Regions from separate parts of the Nomascus leucogenys genome. Here region 2 is linked to region 1. The links are chromatin contacts, called in public Hi-C maps. All regions are on one chromosome and are shown on one strand. The core of a region is the stretch at or near the end of the contact, and the rest is flanking DNA. Distances in the headings are between cores, read along the strand shown.

Region 1 (3,922 bases), core at 640-3,139:
CAGTTAGAGCTGGGTTTTCTGCTGCTTTCAACCACAAGCATCATAATTCATAACTTTACTTTTCCCTTCACCCCCAAACCTAGGCAATTAGTCACGATGTTCTATATTCTATCCCCTGAATAGTGTCTGATTACCCTCAGTTTTCTCTTCTGCCACTGCCTTACATTAGTTCAGTCTCTCATGGTTTTTTCCCCTGTAATACTGTAACAGGTCCCATACATGCCACACTCCATAGAGTGATCTTTCTAAAATGCCTATCTTATCAAAATTTCATGTGCTTACAATTCTTGTGTGGCTTCCCATTGTTTCCAAGAAAAGGTCCATGTTCCTTAGCATATTGTGCAAGATTCTACATTATCTAAGCTGTCTCCCTTACCTTTTTCAGTGTCTCCTCCTGCCACTCCCCCAACTCCATTCTACTGCCAGCAATGCAACTATTTGCTGAACCAAAATACGTTTGGGTCTCACACCTCTAGGTATTTGCACTTGATGCCCTCCCCAACACCACCCCCAATGCTCTCACCCACCTCTCTCTTCCTCCTCCCCTACCAAAATGCACAAACATGCTAATTCCTAGTTATCTCAAGTGATCTTTGAAGCATTTCCTGATTTTGCCCACATCTGTGGATAGCTGTGCATTTTCCTATTGTAGTACTTCTCAAATTAAGTCTATTTACCTGTCTCCTCCTTTGCATAGTAAGCACTCTGAAAATAAGAATGTTTCTTTTACATTTTTGTATCTCTATTTCTGGGGCTCAAAACAGTGCCTAGCACAAGTAGACACTCAACAAGCATTTTTTGAATGAGCGTATAATTGTATAGTCTGTAGATATAAGGATTTCTGATCTTGAGACTCCCTGAAAGCCTTGCTCCAAAAGTGTGTCTGATTCCCAAGCATTAATCTTTTTCTTCCAGGGTGTGGGGTTCTAGGTAGGCAGAGAAGGAAAACAAAAACGCTCAGGACGTGTTGCCTTTAGCTCTCTGGAGAGCCAGTAATGTGTCCTGCCTTTCTCCACCCTCCTCCCTACCACCTATCCACACCTGGGTGCCCAAGATGGGTGTAGACTTAGCTGACCAGCCCAACAACATACTCATACCTTGGTTCAGACTGCTCTTATTACCAAACTAAAGTTGGCCAATACATATAAACAATTTTCAACTTGTCTTTTCAACGTATACTTTATAAAATTTGTATGTCTTAAAAACTGTAGGCCTTAAAATGAACGAACCCGGATTCTTTTATAGTAATCAAGTAAAATACAGGGGTCTTAATCCTGTACTTTGCCTTTGCTAATCTTAAAGTTAGATGTGACTAACTGAGCAAAGTAATTAATTACAGGATTTTGATAGTGGTGATATTCCTAAATTTTATAACTTAATTGTTCAATTACTGGAAACAACTACATTTCAACAAGTCTTAGGTAAAGAAAATTGAATTTAGAGATGATTCAATTGAGGGAAGTGAGGGACAGAGGAATTTATGATTTAGGGTTTGTGGAAGATAAATTACGCAGCAGGGAAGACTGAAATATGGAGAGGAAGTCAGACCTCACTGGGTACTTACGACTGGTGAGGCTAGGAGTTGGGGGTGGAGCGAAGTAGGAAGGACCGTCTAAGGGCTGGATCCCCAACAACACCTTAATACAAGACCGCCCTTGTTCAGCCAACAGCAGCACTGAACACGTTCGCTAAGTGTGTCGGTGACCCTGGTAACGGTGGGAGGGGGCGGCCCAAACCTCGCCCTCGAGCATGCTCAGTGCAGAGTGAGCCTGGTCGGGTGCTGGACAACAATGCATCCCTTTTTTCTTCAAGCGGAGAACTACAATTCCCAAGAGCCTTCTCGGCGCGGCGACACCGCCTTCCGCTGTGGCCCTGCCCCGTCCCCTCCCTCAGGCCCCGCCCTACGGCTAGACCCCTCCCCTCCCTGCGAGTGTGTGTCAGTGACCCAGAGGCTGTGTGAGGCGGAGGGACCGTCGGGGGGCGCCGCCGCCGCCTCCACCAGCAGCAGTAGCAGCAGCAGCAGCGCCAGCCCCGCGGCGCGGTCGAATTGGTCCCCAGCCCTCCGGGAGCGCACCACAAAGCAGCCCCAGCGCCTCTCCCTGCGTCCGCAGCTCCTCAGCGCTCGGCTCCGTGGTCAACTTCCCCTCGCTGGGCTCGGCTGGCTGGCGCGGAGGGCAGCGGCGGAACGGCAGGCTGTCTACTCGCGCTCCCCGCGCACAACAGTTCACCCTCTCGCCTCGGGTCTCGGGGGCGTCTCTGGGATCCCGGCCACCAGCAATTGTCCGGTAAGTGTGGCCGCGGGATGGATGGCGGCGGGGCCGCCGAGGGGCGCGGGGAGGGCGGGCGCGCAACTTCCTCGGCGGCTTCCCTAGCGGCCAGCCAGCCGGCTCTCCCTGCCCGCCTGCGCGCCCCTGCGCCCCCGCGGCGGCGGGGAGCGGAGTTTGCGGCGCCTCCATCCCGCGCCCTGGCTGGAGGAAGCGCCTTTGTCAGGAACCGGCCCTGTGCGGCCTCCCCCTCCGCCCGGGAGCGGGGCGCGCGGCGGCGAACTCCGAGCCCCGCGCCTGGCTGGCTGCGCGCTCCGGCTGCGAGAGGGGAGCTCTGCGGGTGGCGGGGAGGAGAGGGAAATGAGAGAAACAAAAGGGGCGGTGGGTTTCCCTTTTGTTTGTGCGGATCTGATAACTTCTTTTCCTCCCTTACATAACGCAGACTTCAAGTTAGTCATTCTTTTTATTGTTATGATTGTTGTCATCATCTCTGCGCGTCTTTCACATTTCCTTTCATCTTTGGATCTCAGAGCATTTTAAACACACTAATTAATTTCACTCCCGGGTCCCCTAGGAAACAAGTTAATACGTCCGTTTCCCTAAGTGGGTAAACTGAGGTCGTGAAAAGCTCTCTAATTGATGGATATGCTTGATCTTCTACCGCGCCCAGTGTCTGAGGATATGAAAGCGTTTATGAGGAAGAACCCGTTCTCCAAAGCCCCGTGGAAAAGTTAAAGATACTCATTTTACTTACAGGTTAACTGAAGTCCAAAAGATGTCTAGGTAATTGTTACGTAGTTCAAACCATAATTCTTCTTACATAGTGTTTGAATCTTAAAACCTCTAAAGACTTAGTGAAAAATGCCCCGAGTAGGGAAATTAATGTAAATCATAAACTCACGTCACCATCTACTTTTATTTTTGTACGTGCAGGTCTTGTAAGAGAGCAAGAATGGGACAGAGGGCAGAGGTTTTTAAAAAATGTACATTTAACAGATTTTAATCACTACACACAAGGAAATGTGCCTTGGTTTTAACAGCACCAACAATATTCCTGTCGTTTAGTCATCAAACAGTATATCAACAAATATTATTGAGAACTTTGTTCATAAGGTGCTGGTTGTGCTAAAAACTGAAGCTTTATATATAAGAAAAGGTCATGTGTTTCGGTTCACAGGCTCTTTACTTTTTCTTTCTCTGCAGAATGTTACTTTGTTTTCATTGCACATGATCTTTTGTTTCAGAAATGGCATTGTCCTTTACTGTGTTGAATATGTATTACTCTTACACTTAAGGATAAATGAATTTATTATTCAGTTCGCAAAATAGGGTGAATTTAAAATATTTTAATTGTGGTAAAGGTTCACTTTATTCAGTTCTGTTTCAGTTTACGATGCGTTTTCTTTATAGCCAACAAAATATTTTCTGAGTGATAAGATTTACATGTCTCAAAACATTGTTCTTATTGTACAAATACAGCATATGAATTCCTTATGTTTTTTAATTTATACCAACAAACTCTTCTGGAGAAAAATCTTTAACTCTGAGGACCTTATTTATTTTGTGAGGTTTCATTTCTTCGGTACCAAACTGGAAAGTACCAAAAACTTAAATCAAGCATCACTTCTACTAGCTCTTTCCTCAGGTAAATAATAATC
Region 2 (3,922 bases), core at 763-3,262, 59 kb before region 1:
CAGGGCCTTGGTCTTCTCACTGTTTTTGTTTTGTTTTGTTTTGCTTTGTTTTGTTTTGTTTTAAACGGAATCATTTTGCCTACCTTCATGGGTGAGGATCAAGTTAAGTCAATGCAGGTAAACTATTAGGCAACTAGTCAACTCTCAACATTTGGTGGTTATCAGAGTTCACTATGTGGATGAAGACGATACAGCTATGAGCCCTCCTAGACAGACCCTGGAGAGGAAGAGCTGCTGCAAAGTGTGCAGGAAGCAGGGGGCACCAATGCAGATTTTGCACCCCCTTTCCTCAGGAATTCCCAGGAACAGCCAGGTCACTCCCCATGCTGCTTCCAGCACCCTCGTGTATGCTGATCACTCCTCCAGTGGAAGTGAAAATATTTAATACTTGGAGAACTTTGCAAAGGTCAACTGTGGCTAATAATCCATCCCCCTGAGAACCTCATACCACAAGAACACAGACACACGCACACACATGCATGCACAGACACTCAACTGGCTTAAGAGCATCAAGAGTCAAGGAGGTAGAGCAATTCCAGAACACTATTTTCTCTAGATGTCAACTTCCACAGAGCAGGGCCAGAGAGATTCTGAGACCTGTCCCCAGGGGAATTATTTCTAATACCCTTGATAAAATGTACAAAGCTAGGGTAGGAAGTAGCAAGGTGACAGCAGTGGTTAGGTGGAAAGGTTCTCTAAGAGAAAGAACTAATGAATTGGTTCAGTTGAAGTTTCTTTTATATATTTATTCCTGTCACCTTTCAAGTCAGCAGCTTTTTCCAGGTGACACGGCAAAAGGGCCTGGCAAGTGCACAGGGTTAAGCCAAGGACTATCAATACTGCTCCCTAAAATATTTTCGCCTCTGGTTTTGGGGATCTACTTCTTCTCGGGGTCTCTCCCGCTGCTTTCCTGGTAATAGCACCTAAAAGACCCATGAAACAAATCCCCAATTCAATACAAATTTATAGCTGAGTAAATATGAGCATAGGCTTTAGGAATCCACAGAATTGGAGCTTTGCTTAATACCAGCCGGGAAAATGTGGTTGTCAGTTAACCTCTCAGAGCATCTTCGAGGCTTGGTTTGCTTATCTATTAAATGAGTCTGAATAAGCCCTATTCCCCCAGGTTGTTGCTAGCATCAAACGAGAAATGTATGCAAAGCCCCAGTGCCATGGCTGACACACAGGAAACATTCAAGTGGTAGTGCATTTTCACTAAGTAAAAGGAGTAATGATTTCTTTAGTGGTTTCTTTTAACACAGGAGTTTCTATCCATCCCAAATAGAGGAAAGATATTCTAATAAACCAATCTAATAAACCAATTCTAATAAACCAATTTATGTGATTTGTGATTACACCGTACAACTCAAGTTCCTGTGGAATGCTTAGAGTAATGAATCCAAAGCTCTCAGCAAGCTCCCTGGGCCTGATTTTCAAATCCAAAGTTACTGTAGCAAAGAACTAAAGGAGAGGAAGAAAATCACCACTGTATTAAATATACCCTCCTCCCCTTTTTCCTAAAGGCTGTTTGTCCCCTTCTCTTGATAACTCTTCAGTTCCCAGAGAGCAGAGACTCTTGGGAAACAGGAAGTAGCAAAATGCCAGTGAGAAAATCCCCAGATGAAGAGCAGCAATAAGTCTCTGGGCAACAGTGTGGTCAAAAGGGGGAAATTCCCCCATCAGCCCTCAAAAACAGTCCCTCGGGAAAGCTTAGTGAAGGTTAATTTGGGAAATTCCCTCAGAGGCCATAGAACAGAAACGGAAAACTGCTGTTTAAGAGAAATCTGAACGGAGCAAGCCAGTTTGTGGCTGCCCGGGGTGCTCTCTGCATGAACCGCGCTGCTGCTCCTGCCTGACTTCCTCCTTTTCATCCTGATCCTGAGGGTAACCCTGAAGGGGTCCAGTTGCCAGAGCCACTTGACACCCACCCTGCCCAGGCTCCCAACCCAGGAGAATTAATGCCGCAACACCCAGCCTCTTGACATGAGCTGCTGCTAAAGCAGATTCGCCTCCCCGTTAGGACCTCCTGTGACCCACCCCAGCTCCTGTCCCCCTGGTAGACTAGCAAGCCACAGTCATCATACTGTGCATGTCCCTCACAGTCACTTGCTATAACAAGTCCATCAGGTTTTACTGGGTTTTAATCTAAATGTGACCTTAGGATGACATTTCTTAGTGCTGCTAAGCTCCAAGAGGCAGGGAGGAATCCTCCCCACAGAGAAGAAGAAAAAAAAATCACATAAACATTGTCCCATGAAAGGCTTAGAATGGAATATCCTCTGATCAGCTGAAGCGGAGAAAGCATATAAACACTGCTGGAAAGGGGCCTGGGTCAGGGGGAAGTACTGGCTCTACAGAGCCCTGACCTCCAGATGCAAGCGAGGCCCAGTTCCCTGCTGCAACCACCTCTCCGTGAATCATTTCCATTCCCATAGAACTTCTATTTGGTGTTTTGTTTTGTTTTTTACGTGTGACTTAAAATGACCATTTCAAGAAGATGACAAAAAGGAGATTTCAGTAGAAGGGAGAGGAAAGTAGACTCCATCATGATAGCCTAAATTTGTTCTACTGTATACTTATGCAAAATAGGTATCAAATTTTGGAAAAGAGATTTTAAAGGAGAAAGTACTCTGGGTTTAAAATTCTATTAAAAAATATGCTCTACTAGAGCGTGTATGCCTTTTTTATGTAATCAGGACCCACTGCTGTATGAGTCACAATTATAGATTCTACTTTCAAATATTTTTTGACTCCTAGAAAACAGCCCTGACAAAAACCACTTTTCTGATGTCTTCAAACAAACAGGTTCTTATTCACTTTCTTTCCTGTGGTTTTGTTAAGATTCTTTTCTCCAAAAATTGTAAAGATTGTCAGCCACCTAGTTTTTCCTATGCTTGAAAAAAAGCAATAAACCTCCTTTTTAGATTTGCAAGTTTCCTAGCAATTAGGAATTCATTTTGTATACACAAATAATAATTACAATCATTACATTTAAGCTACTTTCAAAGTCTCCTACACTTGAAAATTCTAGGTAGATTGTCAACATACTCTAAAGAATTATTCTTTCCATTTTTCATCTGAGAAACTAGCAGGTATTCAATTCTTAACTCCTAACAAGGAATATTTTTTATTTCAGGGAAAATTTTTCACTGGCTGTCAGCGCCACTATAGTTGTGAATGTGAAATCAATTAAACGAATATGCAGGTCAGCAAAAAAAAAAAAAAAAAAAAAAAATCTCTTTAATGCAGGCACAGATGAAACAGATTCCAACGTGGGGCTGAGAGTAATAAATAAACTAATAAAAAAAGGAAAGCATGGAGCAACTTTGATAGAAGTAAGCTGTTTGCCTTTGCCCTGGAAAGTTTATAGTGTTTTAAGCAATTGTAAACATGTCAGTATACGTGGATACCGTTTCCATAGCAGCATAGCAACAGTTAGGAGTTTCTCCAAACATATCCAAAGGAAACTAAAAATAGTCTGTCTTCAATATCAAAATACATACATATACATATTCAGACAACAGTACACAGAATGATGTGTAATGAGAAGTTCTGCAAACACCAACCTTTCACAAAAGTACATCACGGATAGTTTTAAAAACCATTGAGTTGAATGTTTTTAGAAATGGAGTAGAAACCAGAGTCTGAGGGAAAGCCACATGCCACGTTGAATTCTAAGATCAGAGGTCCTTGACAACAACTGCCTTCAGCCATTGCTTTGGCTGCTCTACCTGACACTGCTTTTGCCCTTAAAGACCTCTGTGCCCTATTCATCTTTGGCCTGTACCAAAACTGGAGTTGAGTATGTGATATGATACATACTATAATCTCCATTTATTGCAGTATTCTCTCATCTTCTTAAGTTTTCATGCCATTCATTTCTTCCTCCCTATAGAGATTGGATAGCAGCTGCATTTTGTAA

The links. Hi-C and Micro-C count contacts between places; a contact is called where the count stands out from the background.
Region 2: a contact with region 1 is called in a Hi-C map of a lymphoblastoid cell line, with 2.5 times the contacts expected there. The contact joins the enhancer-like site here to the promoter of PELI1 in region 1. A contact is called at or near these places in 2 of 4 Hi-C or Micro-C datasets (a lymphoblastoid cell line and an unstated tissue).

What each region holds. Positions count from the first base shown.
Region 1 is chr14:28,748,751-28,752,672 of Asia_NLE_v1, reverse strand. It overlaps PELI1 (E3 ubiquitin-protein ligase pellino homolog 1), which reads left to right and starts at 1,889. Exons shown (of 7, transcript XM_003262453.3): 1 at 1,889-2,285.
Region 2 is chr14:28,807,816-28,811,737 of Asia_NLE_v1, reverse strand. No RefSeq gene overlaps it. Among named protein-coding and RNA genes, the nearest start is that of PELI1, 59 kb to the right of the region's middle. Within about 2 kb of position 2,012, the one cell type or tissue checked has an H3K27ac peak away from gene starts, as active enhancers do. A contact at or near this core is called in a lymphoblastoid cell line, where this site is marked.